Linked DNA regions of Mus musculus: region 1 is linked to region 2. Evidence: chromatin contacts called from public promoter capture Hi-C data. All regions are on one chromosome and are shown on one strand. The core of a region is the stretch at or near the end of the contact, and the rest is flanking DNA. Distances in the headings are between cores, read along the strand shown.

What was found. Promoter capture Hi-C pulls out the DNA fragments that hold promoters and counts their contacts.
Region 1: a promoter capture Hi-C map of pre-B cells shows a contact between it and region 2, with 8 times the contacts expected there. The contact joins the promoter of Parp8 here to the promoter of Mocs2 in region 2. A contact is called at or near these places in 5 of 39 promoter capture datasets (the C10 cell line, cranial neural crest, hippocampal neurons and 2 more) and 2 of 115 datasets of contacts at active chromatin or transcription factors (astrocytes and pro-B cells).

The regions. Positions count from the first base shown.
Region 1 is chr13:117,023,037-117,027,189 of GRCm38.p6, forward strand. It overlaps Parp8 (poly (ADP-ribose) polymerase family, member 8), which reads right to left and starts at 2,495. Exons shown (of 27, transcript NM_001081009.2): 1 at 2,329-2,495; 2 at 2,140-2,241; 3 at 1,139-1,193. The coding sequence starts at 2,230.
Region 2 is chr13:114,815,880-114,820,071 of GRCm38.p6, forward strand. It overlaps Mocs2 (molybdenum cofactor synthesis 2), which reads left to right and starts at 2,358. Exons shown (of 6, transcript NM_001113374.1): 1 at 2,358-2,444. It overlaps Gm34790 (a long non-coding RNA gene), which reads right to left and starts at 2,345. Exons shown (of 3, transcript XR_382937.4): 1 at 2,055-2,345.

The sequences.
Region 1 (4,153 bases), core at 1,245-3,744, 2.2 Mb after region 2:
ATTTAATTTGATCCATAATTACAAAAATGATGGTACTCTCAGAAATTAAGAAATAATGTAATTTATTCTCTCCCCCAAAAGGCAATGAAGCTTAATAATTCACTGATACATTCTCAACTAGTCAATCAACGTGAGGCCAATCCTGGGACTTTATTTGGGTATAGGATAACCATTCTAAAATTTTATTATGAGATAAATGACGCAACATAAACTCTAAGTATTTTAAGGGTACACATTTAAAAAGATATTTACAGACCAGAGCTTCTTTGCCATTTCCATATTCATAAATATTTTCATTAGCTAAGAGATATTTTGGAAGGTGGTCAAGCTATTTTGAATGTGGACTCCTAACAACAGCACTAGGGTGAAGAGTCTCCACAGACTAAGTCAGTAGCCCCAGCTCTTTTAAACCAGTTGTCTCTAAAAGCAATTGGATAAAGAAAACCCAAACCACAAAAATGAAGAAAGCAAGGTGTAGAAACTTTTGATGCAAATTCTTCTTCCTCCGTTCAAAATTGCCTTTGAGCTGCATCAAAGCCCTGACAATTGACTACTAAAATATGCATCTCTTCCCCCAAAGGAAAAGCCATCCACGCCAGCTTCATATAACTCTCCAAAATCTTTTCTACAACTAAATGTGAAAACCAAAATAACCACTCCTTTGCGGAGGAAAAAAGAAAAACGCCTGGGGAACTGGGAAGACCACGTGTTTATGTCAACCTTCAGGAAAATGGAAAAAAGAGACACGTTGGCAAAATAAGCACTGGTGGCGATCAAACTATTTTGTGACATCTTTTTATGTCTTTCACATATTTCACTCCATGCTCAATGTACCAATTTTGCACGGTGTCGCCTGTGTCAAATCCAGAACGCCTAAAGAGCAATCTACTACTGAAGCAGAACACTATGTGGAGTTCTGCTCATCCTCTGTTAGCTTAAGAAGAAAAAAAAAACTTCAAACATATTTATTTTCCCTCTTCTATATAAAATCGGGAGACAACTGGCGAGGAATGCAGCTAGATAGCAGTCCCAAGATTAAACAAACAAGCAAAAAAATACCCAAACACGGAAGACACCAGGAACAAAGGAAACACAAGCGTGTGAACAGGAAATGAAGCAACTCTATACACATAAATACCTTTTGGGGCCGCCAACGTAGGTGAAAGTAAAGGTGGAGTCTGAGTATCTGAAATCTGAAACGGAAAGTCGTGTTATAAGCCACCCCATGTGTTGTTTTTAACCCCAATTCTGTCTTGAACCTACACTTTTGTGTGAGCCTAGGAGGCCCGATGGGGAGGGAAGCAAAGGCTGGAGAGCTAGGGGCCGCCAGCAGGGTGGTGCAGGAGGGGATGCGGAGCACCCCGTGGGGTGCAGCGGGAGGCCGCCCCCCGCAACAAGTGCCGGGTGCCATGGCAACAGCGGGAAATTCCCAGCCAAGCAGCCGGAAGCAGCCCCTGGCAGGCTTCGGGCTGCGAAGCCCGAACTGCCCTCGGCCTTGGATGGGGGGGTGGGAGGACGGGGAGCAAAGATGGACGCAAAGCGACCCCCAGGTTGGGCCTGCGTAGCTCGGGAACCCCGGGAATCCATCCATCCCTTCCCCGGGGCGGTGTCCTGCGCGCTCGCCGAGGAGCGGGTGCAGCGGAGGGGGCGGGAGCTCGGCCCAGCGCTGCCTTCTCCCGGGGCCTCGGCGCCTGGCGGGAGCAGCGCAGCGCAGCGCAGCGCAGCCGGTCCCTTCCCGGCCGCCGCCGCTCGGCCGATGGCGCAAAGCCGCCGGGCTCTAGCCCGCCCCGCTCGGCCACGGCTGCCGAAGCCGGGAGGCAAAGCTCGGATGCTCTGGGCACCGCCAATGGCTGGAACCCAGCGCCCGGCCCCTGCACTCTGATCGCGCGGGTCCTGCCCCAGGAGCCGGAGACTGCCCTGGCCTGGTGGGGTTTTTTGGGGGGGAGGGGGGTGGCTCGTGCCCCCCTCCTCTTTGGGTTTCAGCTCACGCCGCTGCAGCTATTTCCAAATGCACCCGGAATGGGGACTTGCCGCCCCACACTCCCAAGCTACACGCGTCGCGGTCAGAAATCTGGGCAATGGGGGTAGACAGAGGGGAGGCTGACTCCTGGTCCCAGGATCCGAGAGGCAAGAACTCACCTGCAAACAGGCAGTCTTTCTCGGCTCTTGACTTCTGGATCACGACGTCGATATCCTTCTGAATTCTCTCTTGCCTTGAACACATCCCCATTAAATAAATCCCTGGAAAAGAAGCAGCCGCTATTTCCACTCCACCCCACCCCCCTCGCACGCTTCCAGCTTTCGTAAATATTCAGTTAAAAATGAAACCTCTGGCCGAGGCAGGGGCTGAAGGCGAAGTGGTTTCGGAAGTGATCCCGGGTGAGAGAGGAGGAGGAGGTGGAGGAGGAGGAGGAGGAGGAGGTCGGCTTTGCATTCCCAGATGTGACCGCCCAGCTGCTGCTCGCCGCTGCTGGATTCCAATTTCCTCCTGTTCTGACAATGGATGGTGATGACACGGAGTCTCACTTTCTCCCTCCCCCCCCACCCCCGCCCGGACTGACGGCCGTAGGAAAACGAGGGGCCCGAAGGGGGCCGGGGACCGCTGGAGAGCGATCGGCAGCTGTGGAGCGGCAGGCGCCGGAGAGGGGCGAGCCCCGCTCCGACTCACGCGCGCACACCCCTCGCGGCCCGCACGCCGGCCTTCCCACACCCGCGCACACTCGCGCCCGCGGGCGGCGGCCGTGCCCAGGCTGCTGCAGCGCCGCCCGCCAGCCGCAGACCCTCCCGCACCCGCCGCGGGTCACCGGGCCCGGCTGCGCGCCGCTGGGGCTTTAATAGTATCCGCCATCCGCGCAGGCTGGATTTCCCCACCCCCGACTGCCACTCGAGCCGGGAGCTGAGTGACAGTGTAGGTAGTGAAGACTCCCTGGAGCTCCCAGCCTCTCCCGCACCACCACCACCACCCCTCCTCTTTCCACCACTTTTATGAATTCGACTCCACTTTCAGAAGGAATTATGAGTCATATGGAAACCCAAGCCGGAGTGGCTGGGAGGAAGAAAGAGGGGGAAAAGAAAAAAAAATCTTTACGAATTAAAAATAAAGTGAACAAGTCTTTCCTTGTAATCACATCAGGCAAAGGGAGAAAGGCTGGAGATCACTCTAGGAGGACTCTCCCATTTCCTTATTGCCTTCTTTTTTGGTGGTGAGGTGATGGGGGTTCTTTTATTGTTTTGCTTTGCTTTTGCTTCTCAGGGTGGTTTGTTTGTTTGTTTGTTTGTCCCAGGTTTGAGAAGCTCTTTTGAAAATGAAGCCCTTTCTAGACTCCAAAGACTCTTGTTCTTCCTTTCCAGCTCTGTTCATAAGAAATTGGCCTGAGGGGACTCCCTAAGTCAGGGATACCTGGCTTGGGTCTTATTCAAAACCTCAGCCTTCTGTGGGCTGAGGCAAGGGAAAGTTTCTCCAGCCCTAATACCTTGCGCAACAAGGAAAACCATACTGTCCGCTCTCTATTGCCCTGCTTTAAGCTTATGATGGTTGGTCCACCTTTTCTGCCGCAAGGAACCTGAACCCGCTCCACCAAGCTCTTTTCTTTAGCATCGTTTCTGAGAAGTGTCCCCCAGGCAGACCATAGGTATATTGTTTTGCATTCTAAGACCAAGCAGTGTCTGGAATATAGGAGGTGTTATCAATCATGTTGTCCGGAACCTTTTAATCTTCCCGATAGGAATAGTGAGTAGGGGAAGCTTTTCCTGTGCTGGCAAGCCTGAGTCAGTACCCTGGAGCCTAGGGGCTGAACAGACACGCCCAGAAGAGTATTAGAATTTCAAACCCTTTTCAAGGCAGAGACTGACTGCTGGAAACACTCAGGCTGGAGGCTTATGGTATATATCCAGCCTTTTAACATCATCTGTATTCTCACGCTTTTCCTCTTGTAATCCTCAGTTTCCGACAGCCTTTAGTGACGGCAGAAGACAGCATACATCCCACAGCAGTTAGGTGGGGCTTTGCAGGGTTAAAGCTCTCCTTTGAGCCTGGCCTTGGACACAGTGATCCTTAACCTAACTACAGAGACAGGTCACTGTGAGACTGGTCTGAGGCCTGTAGCTGCTCAGATCCATATCCCTTGAAGCTTGAGAGCTCTGGGGATCTCAT
Region 2 (4,192 bases), core at 1,108-3,607:
TGCTTGCTTCTGGCTTTCTCCAGACTTATAAAATTCAAGGCCCAGACCAGGGGACGTCACCATGCCAAGGATGGCCAATTACCAATCAAGGCTTTCCCACAGACATGTCCACAGAGCCTGATCTATATTATTTTTAGATTGGAGCTCCTTTTCCAGTTTATTCAAGGGTGTGACCGGTGGACATTTAAACTAACCTGCACAGCAGTAATGTGCAGTAGTAATGGTGGGAAGTATTTACACAATATTAATCAGACAGGAAATGATGTTACCTGTGCATTCAAAATTTGTTTAGCAAATCTAATGAACATAGACCCTGACAGACATTTCTTGGAAAACATTTTGGAAAAGGGAATGAACATTTTTGGAAATACAGTCATTCCTGAGATATCTTCCTCAAATAAATAGATCCTTTTGTGAGGAGCCAAAATGTTCTACATTTCTAATATCAGAGTTTAGATTCTTTTTTTAAATCTAGAAATAAGGCGGAAATGTCTTTATCTAAATTTATGTCTGTATTTTTAACTAAATGGCATCTCATTTAGTACAGACTGAGAAAATAGTGACTAGATTTTTTTTATAATAAATTGTAACTTAAGCAAAACAATAACCTTGCTACTAAAGAGGTTAGGCTATTCCTAGTAATTTATTATGTTCCATTCTAATTACCCACTTATGTAATTAATGAGTTTGTAACTAAAATAACATTAAAGTCTTCAGCATAACATGAAAATATCCTGGTATTAGTCTGGTTTGCAATCAGAACTTAAGATAGGGCTGTATTTTTTTTTTTTATTATTTGAGTAATGAAGAAAAAAATGAATAGAAACTGGAAGTACTAGAGGCCAAAAACCTTGAAAAGACTCACTCCACTAATAACTCAGAAAGGAGACAGCGTGTTTCCCCAACAAGATTTGGAATAGGCTGACAAAGAATTTTTTTTCTTTTTAACTAAGCTATTAAGTTAAATCCATCAACAGAAAAACCGCAGGAAAATGTGTGCCATTTGAAAACATTATTTCTTTTAACTTGTAAAAGAATTTTAAAAATTTTTACTGTTCAGTGCTGTGGATTGTGACTTTACACTAAGCAACATCTCAGCCCTAAGAATCTTGTAGAATAAAGAGGATATTTTCAAAATGAATGGCATTATCCTGATGTCATGGTCTCATAATTGGATTTTTAATATTTGAATAGAGTAAAACATTATTGAGCTTTGTCTTTGTCCTTGTTAAGATTTTATTTCTTATGTGTGTGGGTGTTTTGCCTGTATGAGTGTCTGAGCACCGCCTATGTGGATGCTGGGAATTGAACCTGCGTCCTCTGGCAGAGCAGCCTAGCACAGGCTTAACCCTGTCTCATCTCTGAGTCCACCAAAGGAAGTTTTTAGGAAGAGCTCTTAGGCAATTTTTGAGGTCCCACCTGCCCTCTCCGCCCCCAAGCAGGAATGATAGGCTCTAGCCTTTATATGCACCAGTTTGTTTGCAAAACCACATTGAACTATGCATTGTTTCTTAGCCTATTGAAGATATTGCTCATTGCTGTCACTGGAAACGACCCAGGAGCCCAGAGTGACTGTCAGTTTCCTCGTTTACCTAACAGCATGTGGACATAAATATTTAACCTTAATGTTTAGCAACCTTATCAAAATAAATGTTGATGCAAATCATAATCGGGCTTATTACTCCCCTCTGCCCACCCTTCCCCTTCTGCATTTCTATTTCTTCCTTGAACTGAGTACACCCATCTTGCCAACTATTTTCCTTCTGGAAATTTATTACCCAATTTTTACGTTCCCATAGCTTGACACAGAACGTGAAATGTCCTTTCCTTCCGTATTTGTTACTATTTTGGCAAATGTATTTGGCACAAGAATCTCCTCGGTGAGACTTCCTACAGCAGGTGACCCAGCCACGCCCCCCGCCACTCTCAACTGAAAGGTAAGGTTTTTACTAAGATTACAGTTGGAACACAGTTACGGTTAACCCGGACTGAGCGCCCAGCGAGGGCCACTTAAATCCACGTACCCACGCGACAACTAAGGCAGAGATGTGTACCTAGGAAGTCTGGATGGGGTCGCTGGCTCAGAAACTCCTGAGCGCCTAAAACACTGAAGTGACAGTCAGATACCGTCTCCACGCTGCGAATAAGAACCCGGATCCCACACTGGATGGAGGGGCCGCATAGGTTAGCCTGGGGAAGGCCACCCTGCCGGGTCACACAAGAGGTCGCAGCACTGGGATCCAAAAGCAGAGTAAACTTTTGTGGGTGCAGGAGGCGTGGCGGGGCGGAGCGAAGTGTACGCAGGCGCAGTGTCCACACGCCCGGGGTTGAGCACCACCCAGAAGGTGGAGCATCCGGCTGCGCATGCGCTCTGAGTCACCGGCGCCTCTAGGGGTTGGAGAACTGGCTTCGCGGTGTGTAGCGGGATGGTTCCTAGGTGCCAGGTAAGAGTTGGTTCGCGCGGCTGGGGCGCCCCTTCCTCTCTAACTCCTCCCGGGTTCCGGGTCTTGCGCCTGCTGCTCGCTGAATGTCAAGTTCTGTCCCCGAACTCTGGTGTCCAGGTCATGGCCTTCACGACCGATTACCTAGACGGTTTTTTTCCCTACCATTCCGGATGATTTATTTTGACACTTTTTAAAATTAAAACGCTCCTAGTTAGGAATTATTGTGAGGAAATGCGCATCACCCAATGATTGACAGGCTCAGGATAGTTTGCAGCAGCCGTGATTATTGTGGAGAGACCGAGTTGTACTGAGTGACAGGTGAGACCTTGTGCACAGTCAGGTCCCTTAGTTCCCAGGCTGATTACACGGGTTTGGCCTAGAAACTACCAGTTGATCCTGTAATTCAAGCCCATTTGCTTTGCTGCATGTCAAATGTTCTGTGTTTTGTAACTCAATCGTAATGTAGGACGGAATCAAAGGTCATTTGACCACTGTGAAATGAAAGCTAGGCCTTTGCTGACTGGGTTATTTAATTTACTTGTGTAATCCACCCCCTGACTCAGACCTCTGTCTCTGCTTCGCGGCTGATGGAAGAATCGATTCCGTGTCAAGTCAGACTTAGCATGTTTTCTAAGGAAATTTAGTAGGATTTTAATGCTGCCACACAAGCTTGAGATTGTGAGAGGTCTGAACAGTAGGCAGAAATCAGAAGTGATTTTAAAGCGTTTGTCTCAAATATGAATCTATAGATATATGGAAGTGTTTTGTTTGTTTGTTTATGTTTTTCGAGACAGGGTTTCTCTGTGTAGTCCTGGCTCTCCAGAACTACACTCTGGTAGACCAGGCTTGTCTTGAACTCACATAGATCTGACTGCTTCTGCCTCCCCAGTTCTGGGTTTAAAGACATGTGTCACCACCACCAGGCCAATACTGAAGTTTTGTGAGCCATTGCATTTGGGGAGCGAGGAGCCTTCTTGGTGCGGGTTATTTAGACTATCCTCTCTCCTTTCAGATTGACGTGTTGTATTTTGCAAAAAGTGCTGAAATAGCCGGAGTTCGCTCGGAGACCATTTCTGTGCCACAGGAAATCAAAGCGTCAGAGCTGTGGAAGGAGCTAGAGAGTCTCCATCCTGGGTAGCTAACGTTATAGAGTGCATATGATGAACATGTAAAGGTTTCTAAAATGTGTAAATTACGTGTGAGTGTGCGTATGTGTGTTCTCACACAAGAGTACTAGTTCTTTTAAAATTCTTGAAAATTTAAAACTCTGGTATTTAGAAACATCCAAGTACCACAAGGAACACCATAGATAATTTACTAGAAAAGCAGTCAAGTGGATGCCCCCTAGATATGTTTATGTAATTTACAATCATTTTTCTAATTTCTAAGACAGAAAAATGCAAGTTCTGCCTTTTATAGCCTAAGATGAAAAATTGAAAGATGCTGTTAAAAAGATACATTATAAACCTTTCTGTCCTTTTCTCTCTTTTAAAATACTCAAAAGTTTCTGAGATTGAAAGAAAAATGAAGTATAACAGACCCTACATGCTTCTGAGCTTGGGTTTTATAATATTTGAAAATTTCTCACTGGCCCCTGAAAATCTGAAATGAAACTTATTATTTTTCCCTGAAGCCCTGTCGGGATGAGCTATAGAATGGCTGGACACTGTCCCAGGAACACGAGTGGTGCTGCTTCAGCCTGCGGAGAGAGGTTTCCCCCAGAGCTCTGCTCTGTGCGGAAGGTGCTA